3 separate regions of the Mus musculus genome follow, and regions 2 and 3 are each linked to region 1. A link is a contact called in public ChIA-PET data. All regions are on one chromosome and are shown on one strand. The core of a region is the stretch at or near the end of the contact, and the rest is flanking DNA. Distances in the headings are between cores, read along the strand shown.

Region 1 (4,225 bases), core at 498-2,997:
CGAAAAATAAAACTTAGACAGATGTATGAAATCCTTTCTAGTCAGCAGAGCTCTTCCTTGACGCACACTATATAGGACATTTCACTCTCCTACTCCAGGAGAGGAGTCACAGTCCACACATTTGATGGGGAAGACTGAGCAATTTGTTTTCACCACCATCCCCTCTCGACCCATGTCTGCCTGGCATGCGTCATCCACCTGCTGTGTTTAGCTTTCTTTGGTACTTAAAGGTGTTCTGGGATGATATACAGTTGGCAACGGTCTACAAAATAAGCTGACTTAGACCATAAGAAGAAAAGGCCAGTGTCTCAAGACGGGGACAGAGAAGTTTCCAGGAACCATCTTCTCTAATATGCGAATCTGATACAGACCAGATAGTCAAGGAATGTGAAGGAGAGTCTTTCCCATCTCAGTCCCCAGCGGGCTCGGCCATGGGGGAACATGAACTACTCAGCCCATAAACTTGTTAATCGCTTCTATGCAATAAAGCTTATCTCAGGGAGCACATTACTCATGGAAAAGTTCTAACGTGTTAACTTCGTGCGGATTTTATTCTCCATGTTATCTGAGCATCAGTATTTCGGCTGTGTGCTCAGATGCCAGGACAAAATGTGCAAGGCGAAGCGTTCTGATAACGGCAAGGAGACGTGGGCAGCACCTGACTGGGGCGGAATTTGGTTCAACTGCTAATATGATCCCAAATATATGCACAGAGTCGCTTTTTGCCCCCTGCAAGTCTACCAGAATGAAGAATGTATGTTTATTCAATACTCTCTGTGCCTCAGTTTCTCTACCCACCACCATCACTCAGGGGCTTCTCAGAAAATGATGCTGCAGAAAATACTCTTCACTGGTTTTGCATTTTTGTAGCATTCCACTCCCCAGAGTGTGATTGGCTTTTATATATTTATATAATAGCCAAAGGCCAAAATCACAGGCTAGTTTTGTTACATGTTTTCTCTGTCTCTTTATTTGAAACACTGTAAATATGAAACGTTTTCTCTCCCTCCAAAGTAAAACAGTTAAGAATGAAAATGAAAATTTAAATATTATCCAAATACATTTTGTTTGAAGACTGATACTTTGTTTTGATGGATCTTAGCAAGAGTCTAATTCATCCAATGTTTAAGGGAAAGTTTGCTCTGGCTGGTACCCAGTTCTGTAGTCATCCCCATCCCTTCCTCCTCTTCCTCGTTGTTATCACTGACCCTTTGTGATGCTGAGCACTTGATGGGTAGCTATGCTTCATCCTCAAAGCAGTAGTGCTCATAAACACACTTATTTTAAGGTGCGTGTGCGTCTGTGAGTGTGCACTCGTGTCCGTGTTTATAGTGTGTGCAGGAGCACGGGTACAGGGGTTACACACATGCCAGGGGCAGGGATTGAGTTCTGGTTCTTGAGCTTGCACGGTAAGCACCTTATCATGGGAGTCAGCCGTCTCCCCGGCCCCATAAACTGGTGCTTATTTAGATGCACAGCTACTTAGTCTGTGTACCTAGCTACAGGGACATGACTAGACTTTGAGTGGTGTCCAAGGGTGCAGGCTGCTGCCTCTAGTTTGTCAGCAGAGGGGAAGCTGTCCTCCGCTGGGTTCTGTAGCAGGCTAGTCTGCCCACTGGGCTTCACCGTGTGTTTCCATGAGATCAACAGCCTAGTAACAACCCCCTGGCTCTCAGCCTCCATCCCCGACATGCTTCAGCAACTGTGGGGGCAGTGTGCAGAATTCTAGAAGAAAGTGTCCTCAGATAAGCTTATCTTGAGTCCTTCAGTGGCCTCTCTGTGTGGCTCAGATTTGCGGACTGATCTTAGAGGAGCATTCATTTCTCCACTGGCCGATTTTTTTTCACCTTGCTCACTTTTTAGAAGAAAATTTAATTTTGCAGATAAGATGCTGTAATTCAGTCGAATCTAAGAGGTAACTGCATATGGCCAGAAGGTGCCAAAAGCAGTTTCTCCTGGCTCCTATCCTGCTGACCCTTTAATGAATGTTATACTGCCTGCTATCAGGAGCAGCTCAGTAACAAATTCCATAATTGGAGTTAAATTGCTTTAGCTTTGCTACAATTACTTGTTTTGTTGGGGAAGGAGTAGTCAAGTTGGGAGGTTTATTGGCTTCTCACAACCTTTTAAACCTTCAGGTACTGTTGATGAACTTTTGCTAGGTATAAGGTAGAAGTTAAAGAAAAATGTACTTTTTTCAAAAGCCAGATACTGGCACTCAAATTACCACCAATTTGTGTGTGTGTGTGTGTTTGTGTATGTTTGTGTATGTGTCTATGCATGTGTGTATGTGCATGTATGTGTGTTTGTGTGTATGCATGTGTGTATGTGTATGTATGGATGTATGTGTGTGTATGTGTGCATACATGTGTGTATGTGTGAGTGTATATGTGTGTATGTGTGAGTGTATGTGTGTATGCATGTGTGTGTGCATTTGTGTGTATGTATGTGTGTGTGGTGTTTGCAAGGCCTCAGTTAAAACAGAGTGCAGGAATAAGTAGGAGGAAGAGAAGGGGGAGAGGAAGGAGGGAAGAAAAGGAAACTTTTATATTCCAGAGATACTGATCAACTTTAAAACATCATCTTCTTAGTATCTGTGTGGACCATGGTGCGTGAGTGGGTTCTCTCACACTCCCCGAAGCCTCCGTTTGCCCACTCTGAAAAGCAGCGTCTGTAACTGGCACTTGGCATTATGTTTGAGAGGGTTTCATGACAATCTGATAAATGAAGGGGTCCAGCTAAGTACTTCATCTGCTGCCACGCAGCTGCTGTGTGCGGGTGCCCTGTGACGGCTAGAAAGCACGTCCGGAGGGTGATGGGGCTTCTGTCTGCTCCGAGCTCCCAGGCATCTTGCTCTGAAGTATTTTTGTGATTCTCTCCTGTGGAAGTTTGAAGACAATGAACTGAGAGCCTTAATCCCCTTAGAGATGCTAAAAATGGCGAGGCAGGGCAGCTTCCAAATGGTGACAAGGAAGAGACAGGCAGTGCCGGTTGGAGGAAACAGTCTCAGCACCATCCATCCGGATTGAAGCAGTTCTGATGATAAATCCCACCGCTTCCATTTCTAACTTGGAAAGGAAAAGGGAAAGATTTACTTGGTTTTGGAGCTGCAGGAAAACCAGGAGGTAAAGGATTAGGACCTGGAGAAGGTCGGAGCATGAGCCGTGCACATGAAGACACCACGCTTTTCACTCCCAAATTAGCTCTGCAAAACAACTAGTTGATTGGTCTGCCTACTGTATAGCAACCCCACTCTACGCAAAAGCCCATTCTCCCATTTCCTGAACTGATAGAGCCATTCAGCGCTAAGACTGGAATTTCTAGATCCTTCTATCCTGTCTCCTGCTGACATCATTCTGCTCTGGTCTTTTGCGACTTTAAAACGAAGGTTTAAATCTAACCTCAAAAAATGTAGTGGGAGAAGTGAACAGAGATAAGGGGTTGTAATAAAGCGCACAGCAGTGTGGGCATGAGGAAGCAGTTGTCTAGCAAGTGGCCTGGGCCATGGCTGTCATTCTTATATGCTTCTCTGTGGCCCTGTCATTCTGTAGACCTCTTCTCTTCAGCCAGTACTCGAAAACCTCACCGGAGCTTCCATTTCTGAGGAAGCAGAGAGTGTTGATTGTCCCACCTACATGGAACTGCCAGACCTTTCCTCTGAGTTTACATGGAAATGGTGGTCTCAGGGGACTTTGCAGAGACCCCAAAGGTTAGGACAACTCATGCCCGCCATTTTCCTCCTTGCCCTACTTTAGAAGGAGAGAGCAATCTTGGACTGAAAGTGAAGATCCTTAACATTTATTTAGACTCAGTTTGGGTTTGTTTGCTTAGTTTTTTCTTTCTTTCTTTTTTTATTAGATATCTTCTTTATTTACATTTCAAATGTTCTCTCCTTTCCTGATTTCCCCTTCTGAAAACTCCTATTCTCTCACCCCTCCCTCTGCTCACCAACCCACCTACTCCTGCTTCCAGGCCCTGGCATTCCCCTACACTGAGGCATAGAGCCTTCACAGGACCAAGGGCCTCTCCTCCCATTGATGACTGACTAGGCCATCCTCTGCTACATATGCAGCTAGAGTCATGGGTCCCTCCATGTGTACTCTTTGGTTGGTGGTTTAGTCCCTAGGAGCTGTGGGAGTACTGGTTGGTTCATATTGTCATTCCTCCTATGGGGCTGCAAACCCTTTCAGCTCCTGGGTACTTTCTATAGCTCCTTCATTGGGGA
Region 2 (4,225 bases), core at 1,224-3,723, 230 kb before region 1:
CAAGAAATTCCTAACAGGAAACTATGTTTTGGTTGGGGTTGCCATTCAGGCTTCGTCCAATAAGATCACAGCTTTCATTGGCCACTTAGGTATGAGTTCACAATCTGACAGTGCTTTGTGGCACACACTATTTCAAATAAATGCTTTTGTTCATACGTGTGTGAAGGGGTCAAGAATCAAAGAGTGAGAACAATTTGTGTGCTTTCCCATAGTATAGCTGACCTACCTTCCATGTGTGGACATTTTAAAAAGGCATGGTAGCCTAGTCTGAAATGTTAAGCATGTATTAGACTGGACACATTCTTTATAGTCATCTTTCCAGATCACATAAAGGAATACGCCTCTCGTAAAATTATTTCCCAAGCAACCATATCTGCTTTTAGGAGCTACAAAAGCCTTGCTTGGCTGTCCATGTTCACCATCCAACCTTGTGCTTGGGATGTCTGCGCTCCGCCAGCCAGTTCAAATCAGGAGCAAGATGCACTGGAACCGGGCTCTGTTCTGCCAAGCAGATAATCCCCTAATGTCCAGTCAGCAATTCCATCCTCACATCCACAGTCAGACTGACCTTCCGAGGCAGGAGGTGCTTGAAGTCTGTGCAAAACATAACCACCTCAGAGATTCAGGAGGTCCTGCCTCCGGTATCATCCCTGTCTCCATCACTGACTGTAGTCCCCAGCTTGCTTTTGCAGTGTCAGGCCCGCGTATCTGTGACGCTTCAAAGTGATGTTTCCTTCTTAAAACATTCAGAGTTAGGACAAAATTTGCATAATTCTATTAGAAGGCTTACACCTCAGCTTTGGGCAAAAATATTTGAGAAAATGCGATTTGCCGGGGACGAGCGGTCTTATCTTTTGGTCCAGAAGGTACTTCCCAGAACTAAGCTTGTTAACGTTAGGGCGGCTGGCTAAGTACCAGGGACTGAACACTGCTAGGTGCGAAGGGTTGATTTTATCCTCACTCCGTCTGCCGTGGGTTGAAGCCGAAGATCAGGAAGGATTTTCTGTTTCACCGTGTTGCAGATATGAAAACTGGAGTCGGGTACAGGGGTGGCTGCACAGCTGTGTCTCTGTAGGTTTTTACACAATGTATCGGTTCCTCTCAACCTAGGGCAGTTTATTTTGGTGTCATTACAGAACCCGAGGAGATTGTCCCTAGATGAAATGAATCTGAGGGCTTGTCATCATGTCTATTTTGATCAGATGCCCTGCCTATCTTTCACAGGCCGAAGGCCAGTCTGGCATATGTTTCTTAGATTCAGCTTCTGGGGGGGGGGTACTTAACGAACCAGACACCTTCGGCTGGGTAAATGTTACCAGACCGACTGTAATTAAAATGTCCTCCGTGGGTCACATGAGGCTCTGCTAATCGGTCGGCTGCTCCAGGAGCCAAGAACTTCATGTTCAGATGTTGGAATGCTGGGGGCAAGTGTGAGCCTCTCTGCCTCCCCAAAGAGCACACAGCCTCCAGTCCAGAGCCATCCTGAACCCCAGACTGGCACATGTCCCACCCAGAACCACCCTGACACATGACTTCATTTTTATTCCCTAGTGACCTGAAAGGCCTGAATAAATAAATAAAGGGACAATTTAATTTTTGAAATAACATAGATCTTCTAAGTATTGTAATAGCAGAAAGAGCTTTTCTTCCTACATGATTCAATGAGTATGAAAGTCTGCATGGACTTATTGCATGGTATATGTTTATGCTATTACATGGCATATGTTTATGTTAGTGCATGGTATATGTTTATGTTATTGCATGATATATGCTTATGGTATTACATGGTATATATTTATGGTATTACATGTAATATGTTTATATGTCTATTACTATAGAACTTTTCAGTGGGACTGTTGTCATGGTACCCAGTGGCATTTCCCACAAACAGTCTTTCCTGCCTATTTGTGTACAAAGTTCTTGTTTTTCAAAATATAATATTTATGTGGGCCCTACCTGTATTTCATATCTAACTTAAAGCCTTTTCCAGGTGGCTCTGTGATTTCTCTATCACTAGTGGGCTTACATTGCAGTCCCTTTATGTCTGACAAGTGACCTTTAAGATGCTTTCATCTGTCTTGACAGCAGACTCCAGATTAACCCTAACTAATTTAGACAATTTGCTAAATATCTAACTAGATGAAGGAAATTTATTCACCAATTAACTAAAGAGATTTAGAGAAAGTTTTCATAAATTCATTTCTAGTTATTTAACTGTATACACATATCTTAGATATATTATTTTAATTTACATTATTTAAATTTATACACTTTGTGCATATACTTCGGAACACTTTTCTATGGACTTTAAAAGGAGAGTTTTGTCTCCCTGTTAGTTTCTCTGGGACAATGCAGGGCTCTCCTTGTACCCAAGTGCTTTGCAGTGCTATGGCCTGTGGTTCAGTAAAATTCTCATGTCAGGGTGGTTTGGAAAGAAACACACTCAGCACTTCAGACTGATGCCTGAGATCTGTGACCTTCTTACATAACGCACAGGAGAAGCTATGGTTCTGTACCTAGCCACAAGGCAAAAATGTGAGATGTTCAGCCAAAATTGCCACCTGAGGACACACAGAACAAAGAAACACAAGTCCTAATCAGATTAGAGCTAATGAACCAGACTCTGGCCTGTTGTGAACTCCAGAAACACTAAGTCATTCCAGCGAACAAACAGGGGAGCCAGACCTTGGAGAACAAAACGTTTTCTTAATTACTTGCGTTCTTTTCACAGCTGTAATTACAAGATAGTTTCCACTGTCTGTTACAACTTGCTTCCTGCGAGGCTATGTCCCTAAACCATAGCCTTTTCTGTTCTCTAGCATAGCTGTGAGCAGCAGATGGAGAAAGTTCAGCCTGCTGTCTAGGAATCAAGGATAATATCTTAAGACCTCACAAGGACTCAGATAAGAGAGGTTGCTCAAGGCTGTTTTTTTCATTTAATTTAGGAACTGGTGGCTAGGTATCAAACAGAAGCACAATATCAGACACGGTGCCTACAAGAGAGTGTCAGAATCCTCCCAGTTAATAGATATCTGTTTACCCTTTACTTCTAAAGATGAATATTTAAGACAGCTTTCCTCCTAGATGATTACCAAAACAGTACATGCCTTTTCACTCAGAGATGTCCCAGCCTCAACACCCTGGGGTGCCAGCTATGGCAAGTTCATAGAGACACTCTCCTCTGAGGCTTCATCCTGTTTCAGTTGCAGAATCATATTGCACTATAATCCTCTGCAGTTTTAATCATACTTCAAGTTCTTCCCATTATCTACTATTCTTCCTTTTAAAAAAGGGTCCGCACAGTATATTGATACATGTGATGAATTGTCAGACATTATTCTTGGATGTAAAATTTTACTGTTTTTCCAGCTTTGAGCTGCCACTGCTGGTGGCAGGCTGACTGAAGCTGCTGTCCCTCACTTGGAGTTGGCTCTCTCCCCAGTGTGTGCTGTTTCCTTTAGGGGGGGTCAGGCTCTTTTGCATTTGTCTAAGAATAAAGGATCATACCTTAAGACCTCACTTGGACTCAGATAAGAGAGGCATGCAAGGCCTTGCCATAGGGCCTTGTTTTCTGTCTACCTACTTCAATACACACTGTTCTGAATATGGCACTGCCCCACTGGAGCGTGAATCACCCCACCATCCAGCACAATAATTGCGTGCACTCTCTGGGTGGAAGGTACAGGTGGGATTTTCAGGTCCCAGGAGGAAAAGGTAGATGCGGGGAAGGAGAGGGAGGAGGTTTTCTGCCACACTTTGGAGGAAGAAGAACACAACAACCATGTGCGGTCTCAGGTGGCGCTGGGGCCTGTGGCCACTACTACAGGTGGGTGGCCAAGGGTGTTTGACAGGGGCTAGGTGAGACTAGCCACTGAAGTTTAGGGCAGGTGGAGAGACAGAGATAATAAATTGATAAGAGCACACTTTTCCAGGTGGGAGATAGTGATGCCCAGCAAATGTGCCAAAAAGGCAAATTGTAAAAGAACAAATTGCATGTGTGTCTTTTATCCTTGGATTCAAGAGAAGCTGGGAGGGCTGCTGGCAGCAATGGTCACCTCCTGGAGCTAAATGTGGTAGAGCAAAAGGGATGCTGGATGGGGGCTGTTAGAACGGCCGGTCGTGGAGCAAAGGCAATAGCTTAAAACTACAGGCAACATCTGTACACTACACTACTGACCCACCAGGCAAGATGGACCTATTTCTCAACAGTGGCATGACAGCCAGG
Region 3 (4,225 bases), core at 640-3,139, 170 kb before region 1:
ATTTTCTAATAGGTAGTCGACAGCACTCCTATGAATGCTCATGATTTTCATATTAAAGTGGAAGAAACCCCGATGCCCTTTCCCCTCCACTCTTCCTTTGAAAACCCTGCTCGCTCCTGCGGAGAAGCCGCATCTCTCCTCCCCGAAGCACCGTTCTAGGCTTGTGTAATCATTTCAGCAGGCTGATGCTTTAATAACGATTTTTAAAATGTGAAATGAAACCCGCAGTTAAAGTTTACTGAAAACATAGGTTGCTGTAATTCCGTTGATAAAAGTACAGAAGTAGAAATGATTGGTGTATGTAGCTGCGCTCGGATCACATGACCCATGGCTTCTAGGGTGCAGCTGCTATCTAACCACCCGCTTCACCTCTGGCACCCAACCTGACAAGCATAAAAAGAGAAACAACACTGCAATGCCCCTTATCTCTTCTCTCTTATTATTGTTTTTTTTTTTGGGGGGGGGGAAGGCGAGCCAACAACCTGCCATACATGACTTATCAACAAACACCATCAATATGACACATTCTGTGACTGACTGTATTATGCAATCACCTCTACATGCCTTTGAAACACCGGCCCACACCCACCACCTCCCATAGATATCTAAAGAGAATTACAAAAGAAATACCCTAGATAAGAGATCTAGTCTACCCTAACTTGGACAGGAGAAAGTTGGCCTCGCCTTCATAAATATGCCATCCATCCATAAATATTCATACGTTCCTCTTAAATCAGCATACAGAATCCACCAGCCTTCTAAGCCCCTTTGGAACAGCCCACTCCATCCCTCTTTGCTTTGCTAAATCTACCTGTGGTTAAACTGCCCGTGTCCCTCCATGGAATTCTTCATTTGAGAAGACAAGGAACAAGTGGCACTGCCCATTGAAGAAATCTGCAAGTTATATTGTCTTCATTTTTTTTAACCATATGTGTTCTTTGATTAGTGTAAATATTGTCTACTCTTCACTCATGTAGAAAATTATTACTTAAAAAAATTCACTGACAAAATAACAGCCTGTGAAATCGTATGGCCTCAACACTTATACCTTAGCCAGAAATTATAGTACATAATTAGCAGCACACACACACACACACAGAGTCACAACCCACTCACTTACTCACACACAATTACACAACACACACACACAAACTCACACACCCACTCACATGCTCACTCACATACACTCACATACACACAACTCACACACAGTCACATATACATTCTCACATAGACACTCGGACACACATACACACATACACACACTCACACACATAACACATACTCACATAGAGATGTTCTCACACACACACACACACACACACACACACACACACACACACACGAAGCAGGAAAAAGGCAGGCAGAGAGAAAAAGGAAGCAAAGAGGAAGTGTGAGAAGAAAGACAAAGGAAGGGAAAACACAGAAGAGAGAAAATAAGGAGATAAAAGAAATTGCTCCCATTATGACTTTTAAATAGAAAATCCCTGCTAGGAAAGACAATAATAAGCCAGCATGAAAACAGAACATAGAAACAGAAAAAATTGTCACCTCTCAAATGTGTGTAGGTACTGAGACCAGAGAACTGTGGCTACACTCTTGCTAACCTTTACCATGAGAAACGGTGAATTCAAAGGAGGCACATAACCTTCCTGAACAGGGTTGGATCGGCCCCATCGACAAAGGTGGAAAGGTAAACAAACCAGGGGGCCAGCCCGGAAGTTGAATGCTTCTGTTGGAATCCAGTTGCACCACTGCCACAGTGACCTTGGCTGTGTTATATAATTTATTTACTCTCCTTTCTTCATGTGGGAACCCGTGATAAAGAATCCAGCAACCCTATCCACATCTCAGGGTCATCTGAGGACCGATGAGATCATCCGTTTGTGACAGCTCGATGAAGGTTGTTAAGCACCAAAGTACAGTATAGCATATGACCACAGTGAGCTTCGAGCTGTTCCCAGACTGGCTGGCAGTTGGAAGTCAGATAGAGAAAGGAGGAGGAGATGGGGTACAGCATTTTTTAAAAGGCAACCTGTTCTATTATCCACAGCTGAATTAAACACACAACACAATACACCACCACCACAACAAAACTCCGTGTGGACTTTTCTCTAAGTACTAAGTTTTATCCAACAGAGCTTAGCAACTGCATCTGAACACAGTGAGCTGGAGCAGCTAAAGATACCAGGGGTATTTTTTTTGGTGTTTTGCTTTTAAGTGGTTCTAACAATCCGTGGAGGAAGAAGGGAAGAAGACACAGGTGGCAAAGACTCGTGTGGTCAGGAGTCCTTGTCATCCCCACTCGGGTACAGACCACCGTGGAGAGCAGCTCACTGGAGGCTGCTACTGAGCGACACCCAGCAAACTAAGAGTTCCAGAACCCGCCTGGTGGCTTCTCTCTGACTAGCGGAGCCAAGTGTCTCCTGTCAGAGGTGGCTGGTTAACAGCGTGAGGGACTCAGGACAAGGACAGATGTCAGGGCAGAGAGGCTGACAGTTAAGCTCTCTGGCCTCTGACAGACAGCAGCTCAAACTTTCTGGGCTCCAGGAAGGAAACTCACATTTTGGAAACAGAAACAAAAGGCTTTCCCCTGCAACTGCTAGCATGTCGGACTGAATTTTGGAGGATTTTAAAAAAGAGCCATTGTTCACCCCCTCCCAGGCCTTAGCAAATCTTTCATCACTTTAAAAAAAAAATATGGTCTTAGCCTCAAGGCTTTGTTTGCATGAGGGTGTATGCTGCCCATGAGTGGAAAAGTCCCCTAAAATTTTCCGTTCTCTTATGCCCCTCCCTCCTTTGTCCAGTCATTCAGGTCTTTGTCTATTGTGACCCTAACATGCACTGATTCTCCACATCAACCTCATTTGAAATTTTAAACTTCAAATGCCCTAGTAAAGAAAAGCCACCAGACTCCTTTTGGCATAGAACCAGGTGTCTGAAGAGCCACGTGACAACTTGCTTCCTTAATTAAGTGATCATATTCATTAGAAGTTACATAGTTAAGTCCTTGTCAAAGATGATACATAGTCAGCAATGGATAGGAGCAATTTTGTCCCTAAGAGGACAGAGTTGTTTTTGTATTGCAGTCCCTTTCCCACTTGCAGTCTCTCCTGGCTTCTGTGTCTGGGGCAGGTGTTGACAGCTGTTGTTCTGTGGTAGGAATGGTTAGAGACACCAGCGATGCTGGGTGGACAAATGTCTTCATCGGGAAATCATGTGTGGGTCTGAGATAGGAAGGGCTGATCTGAGCACCACCCTCCCATCAGTCTCAGACATGGCTGCTTTCCTGGTAGCTGTCCTCCATGGTGAATTCTCTTCCGATCCCGCTGGAGCTTGGCACATACACTCACCTCTGTCTTCCTAGACAGGACCCCCTTCTTATCATTTTCTAAGGAAATTGGTGAATAAAGAGGTTATCTATCGGTGGTTGTCAGTTTTCTCTGAGAGAATGGACCAGAAACAAAAGGGAAATGCCTCTGACTGCATGAAGGAGGAGGATGCTTTGCCTAGGAAAGGGCGGTCCCAGGACGGTGGATTCTGAAAGCCCTGCAGTCATTTACCTCAGAGCATCGGCACAGGCGAGCTGGAGAGCAAGTTTTTGAGTTTTTCTCTTCATTATCATGCAAGAACATTTCACACTGCCTTCTGCCTGCAGCACATTTTTACACTTTAAAGCAAATTCAAATTCTTTGAACAGTATAAAAAAAAAAAGAGAAAGAAATCTTAAAGCTAAACAAAATTTAGTCTCACTAGGAATTGGTTGATAAATAATACACTCCTACTGTGAATATATTTTCATAGTGTTAAATATTTATTTATTAAGAAGTAGCATGTTTCCAAAAACATCTCTTTTGATAATCTCCCCAGTGTGGGACATACACACACACACACACACACACACACACACACACACTATAGAATCAATGCTTTGTAGGTAAGAAGAAAAAAACCTTTCAGGTTCTTAAGGAAAATTGATGAGAATTCCTGGGCACAAGGGCTGCTTTCCTTTATCTCAAACAGGTTTCTATCCTCAAATAATCTACCCCAAGTTGTGTGTGTGTGGTGCTTAAGCTAAACCAGATTTCTGACAATTCCTTCATGTTTCTGAGTAGGGAGAACTGTCAAGAAAGGCTTTAATGATGGAAGGCGAGGGAGACATGAAACACTAACGCATTTAGCTCCCTCATGCTCTTCTGCTGGCCGGCCTCTCCACTGTGAGGCA

Evidence for each region. ChIA-PET counts read pairs in DNA pulled down with a chosen protein or histone mark.
Region 2: an SMC1A ChIA-PET map of the G1E-ER4 cell line shows a contact between it and region 1, with 8 read pairs. The contact joins two enhancer-like sites. A contact is called at or near these places in 1 of 15 datasets of contacts at CTCF or cohesin (the G1E-ER4 cell line), 2 of 484 Hi-C or Micro-C datasets (bone marrow-derived macrophages and nephron progenitors) and 1 of 115 datasets of contacts at active chromatin or transcription factors (trophoblast stem cells).
Region 3: an SMC1A ChIA-PET map of the G1E-ER4 cell line shows a contact between it and region 1, with 18 read pairs. The contact joins two enhancer-like sites. A contact is called at or near these places in 2 of 39 promoter capture datasets (the C10 cell line and cranial neural crest), 1 of 15 datasets of contacts at CTCF or cohesin (the G1E-ER4 cell line), 2 of 484 Hi-C or Micro-C datasets (both in the G1E-ER4 cell line) and 4 of 115 datasets of contacts at active chromatin or transcription factors (CD8 T cells, cardiomyocytes, microglia and 1 more).

What each region holds. Positions count from the first base shown.
Region 1 is chr10:21,509,038-21,513,262 of GRCm38.p6, reverse strand. No RefSeq gene overlaps it. Among named protein-coding and RNA genes, the nearest start is that of Gm33892, 60 kb to the left of the region's middle. Within about 2 kb of position 1,747, at least 5 of the 459 cell types and tissues checked have an H3K27ac peak or open chromatin away from gene starts, as enhancers often do. A contact at or near this core is called in the G1E-ER4 cell line, where this site is marked.
Region 2 is chr10:21,738,854-21,743,078 of GRCm38.p6, reverse strand. No RefSeq gene overlaps it. Among named protein-coding and RNA genes, the nearest start is that of Gm5420, 50 kb to the right of the region's middle. Within about 2 kb of position 2,473, at least 7 of the 459 cell types and tissues checked have an H3K27ac peak or open chromatin away from gene starts, as enhancers often do. A contact at or near this core is called in the G1E-ER4 cell line, where this site is marked.
Region 3 is chr10:21,683,830-21,688,054 of GRCm38.p6, reverse strand. No RefSeq gene overlaps it. Among named protein-coding and RNA genes, the nearest start is that of Gm5420, 4.9 kb to the left of the region's middle. Within about 2 kb of position 1,889, at least 92 of the 459 cell types and tissues checked have an H3K27ac peak or open chromatin away from gene starts, as enhancers often do. A contact at or near this core is called in the G1E-ER4 cell line, where this site is marked.